3 separate regions of the Mus musculus genome follow, and regions 1 and 2 are each linked to region 3. Evidence: chromatin contacts called from public Micro-C and promoter capture Hi-C data. All regions are on one chromosome and are shown on one strand. Each heading gives the region's core, a stretch centred on a gene start, on an enhancer-like site or on the middle of the called end of the contact. The rest is flanking DNA. Distances are from core to core; before and after follow the strand shown.

Region 1 (4,570 bases), core at 137-2,636, 290 kb before region 3:
TATATCCAAGTGCATGGGAAATGGTGTAAAACCAGGAGAGGAGGGTCCCACACAGGGAAAAACCCAGCTGCTATGTTAGCACTCAGCCCACGGACCGCCTCACCTGGCACACCATCCCCACTGTGCCCCAGCACTGGCTTCATCCCCCACAGTCCCAGGGAAGAGAGATCAGCTTCAGAGACAGCTGGCCACCAACCCTCTCTGCCACCTGTATAATCTTTGGGGTTTGGCATTAAGCACCAATTACTCCAAGACCTCTCTTGATGCCTTTTAGCAACTTGTACATGTATTGGGTGCCCAGGAAACAGAGGTGCTCACCTTTGTATTAGGTAGATCTCAGGGGTACGGCAAGGAAAAGTCTGTGCCCAACCAGGAGTCATAGAGGCTGCTGCCTGCGCAGTGATCCCATGACTAGATCGTTCAGTGGCTACCTGGAACTGCCTTCCTTGCAGAGTTCTGCACAGGCATGGGTGAGGCCAGCTGTCCATGGGTGGGGTCTAAGCCTGTCCACCCTTTTCAGTATTTCCAGACAGTCCTCCAACAGTGGATAGCTGCCAGCCCACAACTCTTCTCCCATGGTCATCCATCATTATAGGTAGAACATTCCTGGTGAGGAGAGAGAGAGAGAGAGAGAGAGAGAGAGAGAGAGAGAGAGAGAGAGAGAGAGAACCCACCCAGACCACAGGTTCCCTCTCCCAGACCGGAGCTCCACCTCTGGTTGCTGGGTGTCAGAATTCCAGAGCTACAGGTCTGGGTGAGACAGGTGGGATGCAGCCAGATCAGGGCAGACAGACTTTGAGAAAGCAGCAGCCTCCACCAACATTCTACACATTCCAGACCACTAACGCCAAGCTTCTTTAGCCTGCCCAGCCCATGAATGTCTGAGTTGGGTGCCTGCTCTCAGGTAGGAGCTCTGGCACCCTCCTGCAATCCCCAGGAAAACTACCTCTTAGCCACCAATGGTATGGTCCCACAGCAACACTGGGTCACCTCCCAACCTACCAGTTTGCTTTTGGAGCTGAAGGACCTAAACACTTCTCCCTGCTGGGCCATAGGAAGCACATACCCAGATGTTGCCTTCGGTAGGAGCATCCCCAGATGTCTCAGGATGGTACCCACCTTGTCTGCCATCTTTGTTCTCTCTGTGCTTTATTTCCCTGCTTGCCAAGCCAAGATATGCTGGCTAGGGATTGGACTCTGCCATCTTTGACCAGCTGGGGCAAGATGCAGGACAACAAGAGACTGTGCCACCAGGTGATGTGGGACAACAGGAGACTGTCCGAACAGGTCTCAGGAACATGGATCATCTCAGAGAAGAAATGGGGGCTGCACCCCTGAGTTCTGGGAAAGTGAAAGTGAAAGGTATGCTAAGAAGTAGGTGCTCTGCTCTTCATCCATTACATGGGTAGGAGTAGCAAGAACCCAGTTCCTTCAATCCCAGGGATTGGCTCAGAGTGGCCATGTGACTCAAGATGGAGGGTCCTATGACCATGAGAGGAGCAAGCTACCCAAAAGTTTAGACCTTTTTGGAACCAGAAGGAAGATGTTCTCATGGAGGCTGATTTCTGATTTCGCCTCAGGAAGAGACATCAGAACATTGATTTCCTATTAGATCAGACCTTCTACAAAGAACTGACCTGTCCCACACAGCAGCTGCCGACAGGGACCAGCAATGTCTGTTAGAATCTCTTGTCTTGCTCACATTTCCTGCATTCACAAACCAGGCTCACAGCACTCCGGTGAAATATGAGACCCTTTCTATCCTGCCAGAGCCATACCTGCCCTACAGGAAGCTCAGTTTTCAGGGCCCTGACAACCCATACAAATACAACACCCCCTTTCTTCAAGAGTCTCCAATCCAAAAGGGAGCCTGGCTTTCCCTTTCTTTATCAAAACTCAAAGATGTAAATCATTGCCCCTTTTGAAGAAAAGCAAGTCCTATCTCCAAAGGACAATAGGAAAACTACTAACAGCAGCAAAGCCCATCCATTTCTAGGGGAGACAGCTTTTCATCTCAAAGCAGCCCACCTCTTAGGGAGCAAGATGACGTGTGACACTGAGTCCTCTGTCTTCGCAGAGTCTCACTGGACGCAGCGTCTGTCTTTTCCCTCTCACAGAGGATGACCCTGCTGCTCTCTGGAACAGACTCTGCAACACAGGTTCAGGCTCAAGGAATTTATTTGGACTGCAGTCAAGGGAGGTGACAAGCAAGACAATGAGGACAAATGCTGATACAGGGTGTATTGTGTAAAGTATTGATGGTGCCCCTGATCCCTGTCATCCCAGAACCTCAGATGAGGTCATTGCTGTGATTTGTGAGGGGCTTCAGCGAGATCCAGGACACGTGGGGATACTTTGACCAAAGTGGCAAAAAGACGAAGTTTATTACAGAGCCCAAATCCTAGCATATCTCATGGGACCAGCAGGAAAAAGAGCATTTGGGACCTGTATCTTTGCTGGGGCCCACAGTGCTGCTGAGGTGAGTCTCCTGAAACACTAGCTGGGCTCACCTGAAGATGACATAGGGCTGAGGGCCAGGGGCTTGAGTTCCATTTGTGTCTTCTTTCACTTTTGAGACAAAGGAATGACTAAGGCAACTTAAAAAGAGGAAGGGTTTGCTTTGACACAGGATCTGAGGGTATGGCCTGTCAGAGCAGGGAAGTCATGGCAGCAGTGATGAATGTTGGTGCTCAGGCCACATTCTTCTTTTCATTGAGTTCAGCATCCCAGGCCTTGGGCTGGTGTTTTTCTCACTTGGGGTGGGTCTTTCCTGTTCTGAAAACTCCTGCACAGACACATTCAGAGGGGTCTCAATGGTGACTCTTTATCTAGTCAATAATAGGGACAATGGACCATCATAGCTGTCAGGGCCTCAGGGTCAGAGGCAAAAGGCTGAAGGTCTAAAGGAGGAACTGAGGAAGGATACCTCGAGAGATGCAGGTCCCACTGTATGAGCCTGAGACAGGCATGCATGAACGGCTGGGCTGTATCACAGTGAGGGTTTTCAGGATCAACAGAAACTGGGGAGACCCAGGTAGAACCATTCCCCAAAGTCTTCAGAGTGTGACCAAGCAGAAACCTCTGTTTTAGACTGGTAGCTCTAAGTTGGCAGTTGTCAATCTATCGGTCACGACGCCTTTGCAAGTCAAACGACTCGATCGGAGGGGTCACCTAAGACCATCATAAAGCACAGATGTTTACATTATGATTTCCACCTATGAGGTAGCAGCAACATAACGTTGTGATTGGGGTAACGACAGCGTGAGGCACTGCATGAGGGTCACAGAGTTAGGAAGGTTAAGAACCACTGTTCTGAGTGCAGAGAGTAAGCACCTGTGAGCCTAGGCTTGTCAAGTTTGGTACCCTGCACAGAAGGGTTACAAAAGGCTGCTGCTGATTGTGTGATAGGTACACATGTAGGGGTGGGGAAGGAAGGGGGGGTTTGTGGGGGGGAGGTTGCTGTCACAGGTGCTGGAGAGTGTGTAGGTAGCTTGGGAGTTGGATATCGTTGGAGGCTAGGAGAGTTTTGAGGGATGCTATAATGTGGAAATCGTTAACTGCCCCAAAAGTTCACTTATTGAAGGTCCAGTCCTTAGTATGATGATAGAGGTGAGACCTTTAAGAGGTAGATCATAGCAGGAGGTCCTGGGTGTCTCGGAGGTCCTTGGAAAAAAGTGTGAGATCCTAGTCAGACGTGACCTCCTCCCATGAACACACTTACTGTCAGTCTCTCTCAGAGCTGAGCTGATGCTGATGTCACATCCTTGAACCTCCAGAATAGAGAGTGGAGTGAACCTCCCTTCTTTGTGAAATTCACCTGCTTTGTGTGCTTCTTTTTTTGTTTGTTTGTTTGTTTGTTTGTTTTTTCAAGACAGGGTTTTTCTGTATAGCCCTGGCTGTCCTGCAACTCACTCTGTAGACCAGGCTGGCCTCGAACTCAGAAATTTACCTGCCTCTGCCTCCCAAGTGCTGGGATTAAAGGCGTGCCCCACCACTGCCTGGCGATTTGTGTGCTTCTTTAGAGCAAAGCAAAATGCACTAATACAAGCGCTTTAGAGAATCCTAGAGCTACGCACGGCTTTAATGTGGCTTGAACTAGAGGTTCTGCATAAGTCTCTGGTATGTGAATATTTAGTCCCCAGTTGGTGGCTGCTTGTGGAGGATTAAGAAGTGCCTTAGTTAGGGTTTCCATTGCTGTGAAGAGACACAGAAACCAAAGCAATTGTTACAAAGGACAACATTTAACTGGGGCTGGCTTATAGGTTCAGAGGTTCAGTCCATTATCACCGTGTGGGGAGCATGGCAGCATCCAGGTAGATGTGGCCCTGGAGAAGGAGCTGAGAGTTCCACTTATTGTTCCAAAAGCAAACAGGAGAATACTGACATCCTGAGGCAGCTAGAAGGAAGCTCTCTCAAAGTCCAGCCCCACAATGACACACTTCTTCCAACAAGGCAACACCTCCTAACAGTGCATCTCCTCAGGCCAAGAGGTGGTGTGGATGTAGCCTTGCTGCTGGAAGTATGGCACTTGGAGATTTCTAAAGACATTCCTATTCCCATTGTCCCTCTC
Region 2 (4,236 bases), core at 1,052-3,551, 310 kb after region 3:
CAGTCTTGCCCGGCACTACCTGTCAGGGGTAGAGAGGTACTTCTGCTTCTCGAAGCGTTTCTCCAGCCCCATCAGCTGCAGCTCAGTGAATACGGTGCGACTCCGGCGTCCTTTCTTGGCTTTCGCGCCAGGTTCACCAGAGCCAGCTGCTTCCAGCTTCCCGCGGAGTTGCAGCTCCAGCGGCAGGTGCGATGCGCCTGCGGGGCCGGGCATCCCAGGCCCGGCGGCCAACAACGCCGAGCCCAGCCCGGAGCAGCCGAGCGGCGCCAGTGGGAACTTGAACACTGCGGCCTGCTCAGCCTTCAGCACCGCTACAGAGCAAAGAGAGAAGGGGAGAGAGAGAAGAGAGAAAGATCTGGGTGAACTGGATTCCAGCCTCCCACGCCACAGCGCTTTGCTGCGTTTGGGAGCCCGAACCAGCCACTCCCTGGGGATTTAAACCCAGCATCCTGGGCGACCCTCCTTCAGGTAGCTATCCCGAGGAGTCTAGAAAAGAGTATCCCTCGCATCCTTTGCTCTTTTTTGGAGTCCCCATGAGCCAGTAGGCTCCGAGATTTCAGGATGCTTTAGAGCAAGTTCGCTGCTCCGAGGACATAGAGTATGCCTTTCGTGAAAAAGAGAAACTAAGAAGAAACGGGTGAATTTGGAAGCGGGGGCGGGGGTGGGGGAGCTTTTGCATTGGGAAAAGAACGTTGTGGAATGTGAGCATTTGTTTTTCTGGGCGCTGTACCTACATCACTGGCTGAGGCTTGGACATTGGCGAGGAAAGGGTCACCAAAGCATCCTTTGAACCTGAAAATTGTCTTTCTTGTTTCCTCTGTTCAGACCCCCTCCCCCCAAGAAGCATGAAGACCTCTCCATGTTCTTTAGCCCTAAATCGGCTGTTTGCCCGCTTCAAACGAATTGCCAACAACAGAGTCCTTTTATAGTGAACGGCAGCAGAGAGGCTGTGAACCAGATGAACATCAAAGAGGCAAACTGGACTGGCTGCTACCAAGACTGGACAGAATCTGGGGCCGGTTCCGGAGGCCGCTAGCTGAGCTGGAGTCTATATTGGACGCTTCCTTTCCTGGTAGGCTTCTCCTAAAAGAGATACTGGAAAGGATGGATCTGCCTGGCTGAGAACCATCAGGGTAAGGGGAGCATAGAAAACATAGCAGGAAGTGGGAAGAGAATCTTGCGGAGGGGGAGAGGTAGAGGGGAGACAGATCCACTTTACCAAAAGGCTAGGAAGGAGGTCAACCAAAGAGAGTCACTAAGCCCTAAGCCGAGATGCAGTACAGGGCAGACTGCCTCACAATCTCCCAAGAGACAAGACGGAGACAGAAAAGATCTGAGCAAGTGCTTCAAGACGCACGAAAGCCCAGCAGATCTCGGGATGGAAGGACCAACTGGGCAGCGGATCACAACCAGGCCTCTTTCCCTCAAACAAGGCCTACGGAGACCCTGGCCGCAGCACAGGCCTCGGTCGGTTGCTGACTGGAAAGCACGGGGTTCTGAAAGGCTCCTGGATGGCTTGGGCATCCAACACTATGCGACACGACCCTCTTCTCCAGAGCTTTCCCAGTCTGGGCAGCTACTGTTATGCCCAGCCAACCCTACCGCGAAACTCAGGCTTCCCCTGGTTTGAAGTCATTTTGATCCAGAGTGCTCGGTAGATTGATTTTGTAGCAACCATAGGGATGCGGTCTCTGGCTCCTGGCCTCGCCTATCACCCGATTCGAAAAAACTCGAAGCCGCCCTGAAGCAGAAGACAAACTCTCTTCTGGTCTGACGCGAGGACACAAGGCCTGGTTTCTGCCTAGCTCATTGCTCGCACCCTCCACTTTCCCGTTGGAGTGCGCGAAGAGAGGTAGGTGCCTCGGGCCTGCGCTGAGCTGCATCCCAGGTCGCTCCAGAAACAGGGGAGAAAGAGGATGAATTACGGACAACCCCAGGTCTCCGACTCCCACCCGCCCGCCAAGCCCAGTCCTCTGCGCGGCGGCCGCTGCACGTACCCAGGTGGCTGTGGAAGGGCCGGGCGGCCAGCAGCGCCTGTACGCCGAACTTGAGCAGCTCGCCCGCGGCGGCAGCGGCGGCCGCGGGCGCTGCGCCCTTGGGCCCCGGAGGCTCAGTGAGGATCTCTTCGATCATGAAGCTGCGGTAGCGATGCGGTCGGTGATCCGCACAGCCCTCGGGCGGACCGAAGCGCGCGGCTCCCGGCTCCCCTGGCCGCTGCATCGCGGCTCCCGGGGATGCGCCCGCGGCTAGGAAGCGACGGCGGCTAAGCTCCGGCGCGGGGCCCGCGCGGGGCTCTAGGCCGGCCCGCAGCTCGCGGCGGCGCGCGGGCGCCGGCTCATGCCCCCTCCCCCGCCGGCTGGCCGGGCGGAGGCGCAGGGCGCGGGCGGGGCGCGCGGGGCTCGGCCAGTCGGACCCGGGACTGCGTCCCCGCCCCGCGCCGCCGCGCCTCTAGCCTGGCCAGCCCCGCGTCACTGCCTTGCCCCGCCCGCCCTGCCCCGCCCCGCCCCGCGCTGCCGCCCCCCACCCACTAGGCCCAGCCGGAGGGAGGGACCCAGGAGGGAGGAAAGGAGGTTGAGAGGAGGGAAGGAGGGAAAGAGCCCGGGATAGGGGCTCGCAGGCCGGGACCAAGGGAAAAAGAGGAGAGCTCGCCCAAGAGGACAGCCCTGAGGATAGGACACTGCGGAGATGGGCAAACCGAGGATCTTGAATGAGAGGCGTGAAAAAGTCTGAAGACAGACAGCAAGGACCACGCAGGATCCTAGGCAGTGATGTGAAGGTGTCCAAGACGCCTCTTAGACGTGAGTGCGCCGAGACGTAGAGAGGAGAGAGCCCCAGAGGTGCAGGAGGGCACGGGGAGGGCACAGCAGCAAGGCCAGCGGACTGGGTGGGATGGGGAGGGGCTGGAGTGGTGGTGAGGAGGAGGGGCAAAAGCCAAGCTGGGAAAGGGGTAGCCTTAAACAGCTTTCCCAGGTCTGCGAGATGCTGTAGGGATCCAGTGCAATACACCGGGGTGTAACTCGCAGGGTGGTGACCATGCCTGTGCACCACTTCCCCCCCTTCCCTGTCCACCCCAACCTCAGTTTACCATTTTGATCTCAAATCTCTGAAGCTACCCTGGGAGAAAAAAAAAAAGATTCTCCAACTAGGATTTACCTAAATTTCTAATTTAAGCTTACCTGGACACATTTTCTCTGGCAACCACCAGACTTAGTGGGCTGAGTTATGTTTACTTAGAGCAAGGGATAGAATAAGGGCAGATGAATAAAAAGGGGAAAGACTGTCACTGGATGAACTTTGAGGCAGGGGATCATGGAATACTCTGAGAGTCTGGGGACCTAGCTCCATCTCTGAGCCTCCAGTCTCTCACAGGACTAAAGATGGGGCTGTTAGATCATTCTCTTTTTCTCTCCCCAAATTAACCTCTGTTGAGTGTGCCTCTTTGAGTCTTGGCACTGACAGTTTCTGAGCTGTCTCAAGTCTGGAAGACTTGACTCTTGGCTCCAGGGAGTTTGTGGGGATGGAAGGTGAGACTTTTCTATACCCAGGGTGACCCATGCCAGCTGTTCAGGGGTAGCAAGAAGGGTAGGGTGTCCTCAGGAGGCTAGGAGAGGACTTGCTGTATTTCCTATCTGCCTCTCTCAGGAGTCTTGGGTTCTGTCTCCACCCTGTCCAGCCTTCCTAGACTGGACTCCATGTTTTAAGCCACTCCTACTTCCCACGAATGCTCTCCACAGAGCCTAAGCCCTCACTGCTGGGAAACTGAGTTCATCACACTATATCCCAACTCTCCAAGTTGAAATAATTTCTTCTGCCTGCTGACGGGGTTGGGGTGGAGGGCTCAGAAGCCTACTGGACTGTAGCATCCGGGACACTAAGAAATGACCAATAGCCTTTGACCATTGAGCCTGGGAAGGGGACAAAGGGCATCTTTCCAAATGTTCTGCTGAGATGCAGACCCCCCCCCCCCAAAGCTCATTGCTACAGCTCAGCCAAATGTGCAGCGACTTTCTGAGTCAGGAGACCACCATCAGGACTGAAGGGAAGCAGTCTTTAGTGGCTTCCCGTTGCTTTAGACTCCTGAAAGGGGATAATCAGGTAACCAAAATAACTCTTTAGAAGGGTGATACAGGACCCACTAAGACCACCCGCACACATATCAGAGACAGAGTGGCAATGGGCATCTTCCCACTGAACAGAAAGGAAAGTCGGTGTCTACTCAGGACATAGGAATCTTGG
Region 3 (4,397 bases), core at 1,372-3,871:
TGCCCTGCACTTGCAATCCCAGGTCTCAGGGGGCTGAGGATGATTGCTGTATATTGAGGCTGGCTGGCTGCACAGTGGGGTCCAGGGCATCTTGGGCTATGAGTGAAACCTCGAAAATTCCCAAAACCCAACCCCAACTCCCAAACCAAAAAAAGGGCAACATTTTCCTGCTTTAAGCTGTAAGTAAATTAGCCGATGGGAAACAAGTTGAAATGCTGAGAGTAAACTCCCGCCCCCCCCCCCCCCCCGCCCCCGCCTGCTTAAGTTCTGTGCTCTGTGGCTGGCTGGCTCTCTCTATTAATCTAGTAGTCATAATCCTTTTTTTTTTTTTGGAGGCAGTCGGGGAGACAGGGTCTCTCTGTCTCTCTGTGTAGCACTGGTGACCTGGAACTCATTAGGTACAGAAGATTGTCCTTCAATTCACCCAGGTCCACCTGCCTCTGCATCCTGAGTTCTGGAATTAAAAGGGTGAGAATTCTTGGAAGTCTATGGTCATGCAGTATTATTCATTTATTTTTCCCCTCAGTAGTGTGGTAATCACTTCATGAAAAGTTTCTCTAATACAGCCCTAAATGGAGAAAAAAAAGTCCCTAATCATATTGTATTCCCAAGCAGACTCTAAGATTTAGTATTTTTCAAATAGGATTTAGATATTTAGAAAATTTAAACATCACTCAACTCCTGAATTTTCTTTATAGCGTTGTTAGCCAAACAATTTCCCAATCATTAATAAGTTTGGAGGGCATACACAGTTAAACAGGGAAAGCAAGCATGATGAAATTTTGAGGGCTTTTATTATGAAAATGAATTTTAAAGTTCTCAAAATTCCAAAGCACAGTCTATACAATCACAGAGTACAGAAGTGACTACAAAAGCTGGCATTGCTAACATCTGTATAACAACCTGGGAGGCCACAGAAAGCCAAGGCTCTCTTAAGGAGAGTGATACTTTCTTTTAGAAGGATCACCATCCTACGGTCTTAAAATAAAATGTATGCTTAATTCCAAAATCATGGGTGCTAGCACAAAAGCTTTCTCCCCTCTCCCTTTTTAAAATAAATAAATAAAAGCAGTAATGTTTAAAAGAAATAAAAAACAGGCCAGGCAGTCAGGATGGCAAAGGGCTAGCCCAAGCAGGCCAGCAAACAAGAAACCACAACAAAAATAAACACAAACCTAAACAAGTGAATGAAATATATATGGAATGTAATCTTGTTAAGAAAATACAAGTGATTCATGTGCAATCTTGTATACTAGCTGTGAATTACATAAAACTTGATTATTTTGGGGGATGTTATTATTTAGTGAGGCTTTAAGTGTAATCTTAATTTCTAAATGACATGGAATTACTTACTCTGGGATTAAGTTTTCTACTCAGCTAGGCGGACTAGTGGCCTCATCACTAATTTTATACATAAGTGGCATAACGTATCGGGTTTAAAAAAATTAAGGAAAATCCATCAAGGCCCTAAGCGCATTTCATCTGTCTACATCACAGGAGCCTGTGTTTGAGATTGGTGGAAGAATGGGGTGTTATGATCACAGTTCATTGTATACACGCATGAAACTGTCAAAGAATAAAAATAGTCTTTAAAAGAAAAAAAAATTAAAAGAAACTATAGAATTCAGTTTGCCTATTCTCGAAGACTCTGATGGGGGGCTTTGAGTCTGCATGAACTTGGTGTTCTGTGCGATGGATGGGTCACTCCTGTGTCCAGTGCACCCCGCTCCAGCAGCGGCTTGTCTAGAAAAAGAACAGATGAAAAATTGAAGGTAAGCAAAAAAACAAAACAAAACAAACAAAAAAAACCGCTCCTTTTTCTTGGGGGAAGGGGGAGCGGGAGGCGGGTTTCATGTAGCCCAGGCTGGCTTCCAATTGGATGGAATGACCTTGAACTTCTCTGATCCTCTACTCTCCACTTCAGAATGCTGGGATTACGGCCTAAGCAACACGCGGGAATCGAACCCTGGGCGATCGAAGATCCCAGACAAGCACTGTGCCAACTGAGCTACGTGCCCAGGTCCCCAGCGGACAGCTTCTCCTTCAGAACGTTTGGTCCTGGCTCAGCATACGTACCGTCGGCGCCTGGGTTTAGCCGGACCCTCGCAGCCCGAGCCCCTGGAGGCAGCGCACGTCCGCTCGTCTCCGGAGGGCGGCGCACGCCGGGGAGGCTTGCCCCTCTCGGGGAGTCTCCTCAGCCGGGTCCCGACACCAGGCCGTGAAGCCGCCGTCCCGTCCCGGGAGCGACGCCATCTTGTCGCCGCCGTCCTCCTCCGCGGCTCGCGCTCCCGGGCTCCAGGCTCCCCCTAACCCCGCCGCGCGACACACGCGGCGGAGGAGGAGCGCTGGCTGCCGGCCACGCCTACCGGGCCCGCAGCCGCGAGCGGGGCGGAGCCAGCCTCGGAGGCCGCGGCCTCCGGGCGCGGCCTGCACGGGCCCAGGCGCCTCCCCGAACCCGCCCGGCTGCGGCCCCCTAAAGGGCCCGACAAGCCGAGTAGCGCTCCGCCTTCTCCGCCCCGCCGCCGCCGCCCCGGGAGCCCGGCCGCGGCCCCGGCGCCGCCTCTTCCGCCTCCCGCGTCCGCGCGGGCGGGCCCGACGTCAGCGCCGCCCCGCCCGGCCCAGCTTCGGCCTCGGCCTCGCAGAGCGCGGCGGCGGCGCAGGTCCCTCCCCAGACATGGCCCTGGGAGGCGGCAGCACATGGCGGCCGCGGCGGCCGTGAGCGCGCCCCCGGCCAGCCCCAGCCAGCCCTGAGGCTGCCCGCGCCCGCCGGCCGCGCCACGGCCCTGCCGCCCCCAGCCCCGCCGCCGCCGGCCCCGCCGCCGCCCGCGCGCGCGCGCCCCGCCGCCGCCGCCATGGGCGTGCAGGGCTTCCAGGACTACATCGAGAAGCACTGTCCGAGCGCCGTGGTGCCGGTGGAGCTGCAGAAGCTGGCCCGGGGCAGCCTGGTGGGCGGCGGGCGGCAGCGGCCCCCGCAGACCCCGCTGCGCCTGCTGGTGGATGCCGACAACTGCCTGCATCGCCTGTACGGTGGCTTCTACACCGACTGGGTGAGCGGCGGCCAGTGGAACCACATGCTCGGCTACCTGGCGGCTCTGGCCAAGGCCTGCTTCGGAGGCAACATCGAGCTCTTCGTCTTCTTCAATGGCGCGCTCGAGAAGGCCCGGCTGCACGAGTGGGTCAAGCGGCAGGGCAACGAGCGCCAGACAGCGCAGCAGATCGTCAGCCATGTCCAGAACAAGGGCACGCCACCGCCCAAGGTCTGGTTCCTGCCTCCGGTCTGTATGGCCCACTGCATCCGCCTGGCGCTCATCCGCTTCCACGTCAAGGTGCGGCTGCAGCCGGTTCGCCGGGGTCTCCCAGGGCTGGGGCTGGGGTCTCTTTGGGCCTGAGTCAGGATCGGGCCTGGTGCCCTTTGGACCGATTCCCTTCGGGTTTGGGTCAGGGTTGGGGTCTGGGGTCACTTGGACAGGAGTCACAGTTGGGCTACAGGCCTCTTCGCGCTTCGGGCTGGGCCTGGGATTGCTTGGGTAGCGATCAGAGTTGAGTCTGAGGTTCCTTGGCCCAGGGGTTTGGGGCTTGGCCTAGGGTCTTTTTGGGCTTGGATTTGGGTTGGACTTGGGAGGTCTCTTAGGTCACTGTCAGCGCTGAACTAGTTCCGGGAAGCCCAGCCTAGCCCAGAGTGAGTCCTGGGTGCCCCTGCCCGTGGAAGGCCTCAGCAGGCTTCAGTGTCTCTCAGGGCCCCTCTCGGGACATAGCGTGTCACCATGCCCAGGCTTGATGCAAGCTAGGCAGAGGGGCCCTAGAGCAAGATGGATGCCCGGGCCTTTAGGCCTGGTGTGGTTGAAGTCTACCCACCACATTCCTCCCTACTCTCTGGCCTCTGTGGGCCCATAGACTTGTTCATATGACACTTGAGGCTGGTGGATAGACCCTCACCCAAAGTGGGATCGGTGGTGTCGTCTCCCACATCCTCAGTCTTTCTCCTCCCCTGAGAGGCCGACAGGCTACCCACTGGCCTTATCCTTAAGCATATACCCATCTGTCGAAATTAACCCACTCTTTCCCAGCAACAGGTTTATCTTGGAAGTCTGGAGAATAAATAATGAGAGTATATTGCCAGGACCTTAGGCACAGGAAGCTGAAAACAGAGCCTCCAAAGCTGTGGGAGAGGAAGGAACCTTGTTATAAACCAGGGCTGATCTCTTAATTCTCAAGGCAGATGCCCTGCTCTTCTACCTTTGAAAATGAGATGTTTGGAGAAATTGTCTATGGTAACGTTTTGGTTTTAGATTTCATGGTACTGTGAATTTGATGAGATGGGCTCTTGTCAGTTCTCTGAGTTTTAAAGTGGTTCAGTTCTGTATGTCTACTATGAAGGTAGCAATTAGGACCAGGAA

Evidence for each region. Promoter capture Hi-C pulls out the DNA fragments that hold promoters and counts their contacts. A called contact is a pair of places that touch in the nucleus more often than the background predicts.
Region 1: a promoter capture Hi-C map of pre-B cells shows a contact between it and region 3. The contact joins the promoter of E030007A22Rik here to the promoter of Fam120a in region 3. A contact is called at or near these places in 4 of 39 promoter capture datasets (the C10 cell line, neural stem cells, neutrophils and 1 more), 1 of 484 Hi-C or Micro-C datasets (bone marrow-derived macrophages) and 3 of 115 datasets of contacts at active chromatin or transcription factors (the 230-238 cell line, bone marrow-derived macrophages and effector CD8 T cells).
Region 2: a contact with region 3 is called in a Micro-C map of embryonic stem cells, with 2.9 times the contacts expected there. The contact joins the promoter of Barx1 here to the promoter of Fam120a in region 3. A contact is called at or near these places in 8 of 39 promoter capture datasets (cranial neural crest, embryonic stem cells, frontonasal cranial neural crest and 4 more), 5 of 484 Hi-C or Micro-C datasets (LSK cells, embryonic stem cells and nephron progenitors) and 19 of 115 datasets of contacts at active chromatin or transcription factors (T-cell acute lymphoblastic leukemia, cardiomyocytes, craniofacial prominence and 11 more).

Annotation. Positions count from the first base shown.
Region 1 is chr13:49,254,913-49,259,482 of GRCm38.p6, reverse strand. It overlaps E030007A22Rik (a long non-coding RNA gene), which reads right to left and starts at 1,386. Exons shown (of 2, transcript XR_003950519.1): 1 at 319-1,386.
Region 2 is chr13:48,661,101-48,665,336 of GRCm38.p6, reverse strand. It overlaps Barx1 (BarH-like homeobox 1), which reads right to left and starts at 2,301. Exons shown (of 4, transcript NM_007526.4): 1 at 1,998-2,301; 2 at 20-311. The coding sequence starts at 2,220. It overlaps Gm36606 (a long non-coding RNA gene), which reads left to right and starts at 2,545. Exons shown (of 4, transcript XR_382336.3): 1 at 2,545-2,798.
Region 3 is chr13:48,966,284-48,970,680 of GRCm38.p6, reverse strand. Fam120a (family with sequence similarity 120, member A) reads left to right here and starts at 2,621. Exons shown (of 18, transcript NM_001033268.3): 1 at 2,621-3,326. The coding sequence starts at 2,853. It overlaps Fam120aos (family with sequence similarity 120A, opposite strand), which reads right to left and starts at 2,569. Exons shown (of 2, transcript NR_015601.1): 1 at 2,077-2,569; 2 at 776-1,743.